2 separate regions of the Zea mays genome follow, and region 2 is linked to region 1. The links are chromatin contacts, called in public Hi-C maps. All regions are on one chromosome and are shown on one strand. Each heading gives the region's core, a stretch centred on a gene start, on an enhancer-like site or on the middle of the called end of the contact. The rest is flanking DNA. Distances are from core to core; before and after follow the strand shown.

Region 1 (3,477 bases), core at 255-2,754:
AATTGTCACCTCAGCGGATAGGGAAATATTATTGTTTTCCATGTCTTGTGCGCCTATAGACAAAGTCAGATCTGTGCCGGATATGGTAAGTGCTCTCTCAACCACACCACGTCTCCTGCCCAGACGATGAGCGCATTCAGGAGGAGCACAGAGTTGCAATGCCAAGAAGGGAAAACAGAAAGATAGATAGGGTAGATAAATGGAATGAGATGTGACTCGTTATGTGCATCACTGCCTCAGCAATCTGGAAAGGACAGGTGGTAGGTTGGGGTTGTCACACTTGGGTAAGCTTTTGTTCCTAATCTAGAGAATAATCTGAGACAAGGCGTGTGTGTCCAGGAGTATTCAAAGGATGTGTGCCCTAATCCTGATTGGGAGGAGCAGTGGCAGTACTGTTCATCATGTCATCAAAAGCATCATCTCACATACATAGGCCATAAGGGCCAAGTATGGGATCAAGAAAAAAAGGAGAGACAAGTAAAGGGCATCATCTGATAGAAGATATCAGCCGAATTGAAGTTTTGTTCATTTGATTCAGGTCATCCTGCTCTGTGCATCAGCTTTGTTATGATCTCTTGGGTGAAGATATATCTCTTGAGCACTTGTTTGTCAAATTCTGGATGGCTCCAACAGAATACTAATGAGGTGTTTGGTTTGAGGAATCACTCTATATAAAATAAAATGATGCATCATGTGTCCTCTTTAAATTTAGTGGAATGACTCCATTTCATATATTAGTACTAAATAACTAACTATGAGGAATGAGGTGGTGATGGATTAACTCATTCCATTCCACAAACCAAACAAAAAAGTGAGGAGTGAGAAGATAATGGACTAACTCAATCCTCAAACCAAATACCCTATAAGTAACTAGACTGCTAGAGCCACAAGCTTTCCATTCCATCCATCCACTACACACTAGCAAACGAGATTCATGAAGCACAGTTTCTTCTCTGTGTCCACGTCTTCAAGTCGCAGCATCTGAAGGAAGGAACTCTCCTCAAACTGAAAGGTCTCTCTAGGTGCATGTATATATGATTCTTCATCGACTTGAGCGTCCTTCTTGCTCTTATTGGCTGACATCCAGTACTTGCTAGGAGAGGATTTAAACCAAACCTGACTTCTGTTAACTAATGCATAAGGACATGCAGCGAAGTATTTCAAGAGCCAGAAAAGCCAACAGCAACTGGTTCTGATTTTTGACAAATACGTATTCTCTATGCCCCACAAAGAATGTTGTTTGACCAACTCATATTATTCAAAATATTTATGAAAACGTAGAAAAATTCAGTTTATAGTTAAAATAAATTATATGATAAACTAAATCAGAATGAAAATAAATTATAATTATAAAATATATTGAATAAAACGAGTCGGTCAAAGTTCATACCAACAAAGAGTAGCAGTACTTGCCAGGCAGATTGGATTTGGAGGAGAGAACCCTGCGCACACGCTTCCCCTGGTTGACACAGTACAGGGCACACTTGCAGGATCCACTTGCCAGGAACTGAGAATCTATCCACGTTCAATGTTCTATCATTTTCTCGATGCGGCAGCATGGTAGTGAAGTCTGCCACTCATACGTGGACAATATACCATCTTGGCTGTACTCGCGCATACAATGATTCAGGTGTTGGTTTACCACCGATATGTGAACAATGATTTAACTCCGCACCGTTATGTGAGCATCATAACTCGGTGACATAGATGATAAAATTCTGAAAAAATCTAGATAGAAGAGTATTCTAAATTTAACTAAAGGAATCTATAGATTTTCAGGTGTCTATTATATTGTTGTAACTGTTTGGTTGATGTTGGGGGTCTTTTTCTCGCTAAAGATCCTCAAAACAAAGACACCATTGGCAAAGTGGTCCTAAAGATTCCCCTCTTTCCGCCGAAGGTCATCAAGACGAAGACCTCGCTTAAAAGCAACGATGACAAGTGTCGAAGCTATCACCAGCTTCGGTTTAGATCAAGCAGAGGATGAAAAGACCAGATAGACCCTAATGATTTAAGTTATGCTTATAAACAAATGTTGAAGGTCATGAATGTAATTTTACCCGGGCTACGTCTCGTGCCTATAAATAGATGAACAGTAGCACGTACTGTTCACGCTGAATTGTAATCACTCTCTCGCGTCTTCACCTTCGAGCAAGCCGAAGGTATCAATGTAATATTAATTATGTTAATACTCTTATAAATTTTAAGGAATGTTAATACGAATGTATTGATAATCTGTATCAATTATATTTATGTATTCTAATTTATTTATGAAATGATGAATGCATGTCCTTCATGACCTTCGTCCGATGACCATTGAATCCAAGGGAAAACAATGCTTCGGAGGACGAAGGTCCTTTATCTTTAACAATTGTGTTGTCTTGTTCTTGATTCACAGCATTTGAGAACAAGTGACCAACATTGGCGCCCACCTCCGGTGAACTCACTTCTACGACAGTGATAATGGCTTTGCAAGGAACTCAAACCATGACACCTTCGGCTACGAAGCTAGTGCTCCCAATCACGGGCGGTTCAAGTTCTGAGGCAGCTAACAAGAGGCAGAAGGAGACACAAAGAAGGGTACAACATGTTGGAGTTCAAGAACCCTTCATCAAGTCCAAGTGGTCACACATACCAATCACCTTCTCCCAGGAGGACCTCCATCTCAAGGACTATCATCATAATGATGCAATGGTCATATCTTGTGTCATCAAGGGGTTTTTGGTACACAACGTCCTTGTAGACACAGGTAGTGCAGCAGATATTATCTTTGCAAAAGCTTTCAGGCAGATGCAAGAGCAGGATGATAAGATACATGATGCAACATATCCCCTCTGTGGCTTCGGAGGAAGGCAGATAGTGACACTTGGTAAGATAACAATGCTGATTACCTTCGGCTAGGTTCACAATACAAGGACAGAGCAAGTTGTCTTTGACATTGTTGATATTGAATATCCTTACAACGCAATCATTGGTCGAGGAACATTAAACGCCTTCGAAGCAATACTTCACCAGCATATCTATGCATGAAGATACCATCAGACCAAGGTCCCATAGCTGTGCATGGAAGTCAAGAGGCTGCTAGAAGGGCCGAAGGGAACTGGACAGATTCAAAGGCTATCCATAACATAGATGAAGTCGAAGCTCATCAACAGTATAAGCACAAAAGAGATAAGGCTGCCTCAGCAGACCAACTGAAGCCCATGCTTCGATGTGAAGACATAGCCGAGCAGAAGGTGTTGCTGGGATCTCAATTGTCTGATGAACAAGAAAAAACTCTATTGAGGTTTTTGTTCAACAACAAGGATGTCTTTGCTTGGTCAGCCAATGATCTTTGTGGTATCAACAGAGATGCCATCGATCATTCACTTAATATAGATCCGGCTATCAGGATGTAACACCCTGAATTTGGGGGTATAAAATTTCTTTCTTATGACCATCCAAATTCACGTGTTACTCTTCTCTATCTCACTCTAG
Region 2 (3,524 bases), core at 882-3,381, 150 kb before region 1:
CCACAAAGAAAGATTATCAGTTAACAGCAAGCCTTATTGTTTATTGATCTTCCGGTGTCCAACCTGTCAAGCATATGCATGATTCAGCAACATGTGCAGTAAACCTAATGCTATGTAGGATCTGCCATGCTCTTTCTAAGTTTCTATGTTGTTGATGAAGACAGTGCTTCACGACTTTGGATGCCAATGTTATTTACTTTATTCATGAATTCAAGTGTGCACCCCCCTACCAATTGCTTAAAATATGGTTACTATTGTCCTGCAGGTTGGATGCTGCTGTTCTTGATTTAGTTGATGATGAAGCTTCTGGTATGCAAGCGCAGAAAACTCGATATCACTGGATGAAGGTAATACTTTCGTAGTGACATATTGATATGTTAGATATATGGCATACTCATTCACATGCTTATTCTACTACTGCAGAACAAATTTGTCAAGTTGAATGCAGGGGATCGTGTCACTGCTACAGGAAAGGTAATCTCCTGCATGCTATGCGCTCAATGATGTTTAGCATCAAGTTTCTCGACTTGAATAATTTGAGTGGCACAAGATGTGTCATCCATTTTCCTTTTAGTGGGTAATAGGCTGCCTGGAAGTAACATTGTTCACTTAATGCTGGTTCTTATTTTTTCTGGTAACTACTTTTATGTCTTAAAGATGGATTGAGATCTCTTTTCCTACATCAGCGCTTCATGTTAAATGCCGAGACATATTAGTATATTTAGTACGCCAATGTGGTATGTTCAGCATACATGTCAGTGAAAGATCAATTAATTTAACTAAAAACCTTTTCTGTTAGATTAAAACGGAAGGTGGTGCGAAGATAAAGGCATCGGCAACAGGGATATATAAGAGATGGCAGCAGAAGACACATAAATCAATCAACATTGGTGGGAAATCTGGCAACTTTGCAGACGAGGGCACATCCAGTTCAGGTAATTCTATTTTTCTGATTTTTATGTTGTAACCATTGCCTTCTGTGATTTTGTATACTCTTGCAAGTTGAAATTTGGTCCGGACATTTTTGAAGCTTACTATTTTTAATTTTTTTAAATTTTATTTTCCAGTCCCTATAGTTGTGGGCTTGTGGCATGAAAACATATTATCTGGTTACTGAAATAGAAGTCTGTTAAATGTTTCTGAAGGTTTGTTCAGTTTGGTGAATTAGTTGTTGCCATGTGCACTGCCTTGTTTCTCTTTTACTTTAGCACGCTTTGTTTCAGCTGGGTAGACTTTGGTATGATGAGATGTATAATATATTTCTGTCTGATGGACGCTGTGACCTCTGTGCAGGCGGGTACCAGAGAGGCAACAAGAAGCATTTCACGGGCCATGGCCGCAGATCTATACCAAATGCCAACGTGCCCTCTGAAATAAGGAATCACGAGCAAATGCAGAAGGGCAGGCAGCAGAAGGCAATGGAAATCACGCGGTTGAAGAACAAATCTGCGAAGGACGGCAAATTCCAGAACAAGTTCCAGAAGAGCAGGCAGCAGCCTGATAGGCACGGTAAGGGGAGGGGTAGTGGGAAAGGGACCGGAAAAGGGTTTAGCAAAGGGGCTGGTGGAAGAGGAGGGAAAGGTAAGGGCAAGGGCGGGAGGTGATTGATGTTTTCGAAGCAGAATGATGGTCTAAGATTGATCGAGCGTTGATGATGTTCAGCAGACACCACCTTTGCTTCTCGCAGTTTTGTTTATCTGTTGCAGTGGAGAGACCATAGCGTCTCCTTCCTGTTTGCAACCAGACTGGTGTTTAATTATACTCGGCTGGATAATCTCAGAGCATTAATTTTGTGGAACCTTTTTTTTTTGTTTAACAGAAGTACTGAGGTACATGATGTCTACTGGTGTTCGTGTGGTCTCCAAAAACTAAGCGGGCATCGAGTTGTTGTTTTCCTAGTGTGCGAGTGGGGGGCGACGACGATAGTTTTGGGTGATATGTTTAGCTAGTTTTACTGAAAATAATAACAAAACAAGGATAATATTAAAATGGTGGCTACCCAAATAGACAACTGGTCTGTTTTTTATTATATTGATGGAGATGGTCCTAGCAAAAGTTACATATTATATAGCAGGTTGTGTGGCTACGGCCTCAGGCGGGTGGGGCTGTACATGTCCAAACGTCAGCCTTCTTGTGCCGGGTCGAGCCAACATGACCAACCACGTCAATGTACTAATCGTGCCGTGTCGCACCGGGGGCTATAGTGGATCATGTCTGAATACAGAAACATGTTATAGAATACATAAATTCAGACAGATTCAGACACAACTACACAGATTCAAACACAACTACATAGATCCAACACCAAGTTGAAGAATATAAATATTATATTGGAGATGTTATGTGCAATGCTGATTCATTAAAACCTTACTAGGTAAAAACCCAAAGGAAAAATGAGTGCAACTAGCTTCTAAATCCTAATGTTCATAAGTTCAATAGTCCATTACAACAAGTACAAATTGTCTATTCCTAAAAGAGTGCATATACGAGGACAGACAGTCACTCAATCATTCTAGGCTATGCTTTCAAGGATAGATTCAATAACTGTGGTGTCCCTCTCCAGATTATGCTGTATGTGAGAGTCTGCTAACTCCCAGTCTTTGATGCATGATAAGACCTCCACCATGTCACTTGTAAGTTGTCGACGACGCTCCTCGATCACCATGCCAGCCAAACTAAAAGTAGATCCTGAGGATATGGTAGATGCAGGTACAATCATCACATCTTTAGTAAGGATAGATAGAATAGGGTAAGTTAGCTTATGGACTTGCCACCAGGAGAGAATGTTGAAACTATCATAAAACTGATTGACGGTGTCACTGTCAAGGTATGAAGACAACTCAGACTAAGATGTATCTGCCCAAGAAGTAGTAGATGAAGATAGAACACTACTACCTACAATGTCATCACCCTATATGTCATCCCAGGCCATTTTGTTCTTACCTTAATTATTAGTAGCTGATGGTTGATGTGCACGCAAGCATACATCACCAAACTTTGCCTGATACTGAAAGGGAAAATGTGCCCTTGGGCCATTTCTATAAATGTTTTGGTGATTAGATGCCCAAACATATTATTTTGGTTCATATGTGCTAAGTGCTAAAGAGATGCAAATCAAGAATCAAGGTATGATTCTAGCCTTAGTGAATTGTTTTTGGTACTAATATATTCGTCTAAGTGCTAGGAACCTTGTCAAAACTAGTGAGATTGGATTGGATAAGTTTGGCTACGTCTAGCTAGACTTGCACCAGTCTGCGGTGCACCGGACAATGTCCGGTGCTCAGGCTGGTCCAGCAGCGAACTCACTGCTCTCGGGAAATCGCCGAGGGCGATGTGGCTAAAATTCACCGGACTGTCCGGTGGTGCACCGGACTTCCAGTGAGCCAACAGCGCTCGTGCCAACGGTCGGCAGCGCGATCAACGGGCGACGTGTGGCCAGAGTCAACGGTTACTAGGCCGCACTTGACTATCTGGTGTGCACTGGACTATCCGGTGTGCACCGGACAGTGTCCAATGTGCCAAGG

The links. Hi-C and Micro-C count contacts between places; a contact is called where the count stands out from the background.
Region 2: a contact with region 1 is called in a Hi-C map of leaf, with 2.0 times the contacts expected there. The contact joins two enhancer-like sites. A contact is called at or near these places in 4 of 25 Hi-C or Micro-C datasets (ear, leaf and tassel).

What each region holds. Positions count from the first base shown.
Region 1 is chr4:80,641,573-80,645,049 of Zm-B73-REFERENCE-NAM-5.0, reverse strand. No RefSeq gene overlaps it. Among protein-coding and RNA genes, the nearest start is that of LOC118476924, 24 kb to the right of the region's middle. Within about 2 kb of position 1,504, at least 9 of the 20 cell types and tissues checked have an H3K27ac peak or open chromatin away from gene starts, as enhancers often do. A contact at or near this core is called in leaf, where this site is marked.
Region 2 is chr4:80,789,173-80,792,696 of Zm-B73-REFERENCE-NAM-5.0, reverse strand. It overlaps LOC109946026 (DEAD-box ATP-dependent RNA helicase 29), which reads left to right. Exons shown (of 11, transcript XM_020552564.2): 8 at 266-347; 9 at 424-474; 10 at 800-935; 11 at 1,294-1,816. The coding sequence ends at 1,604. Among protein-coding and RNA genes, the nearest start is that of LOC109946026, 6.5 kb to the left of the region's middle. Within about 2 kb of position 2,131, at least 11 of the 20 cell types and tissues checked have an H3K27ac peak or open chromatin away from gene starts, as enhancers often do. A contact at or near this core is called in leaf, where this site is marked.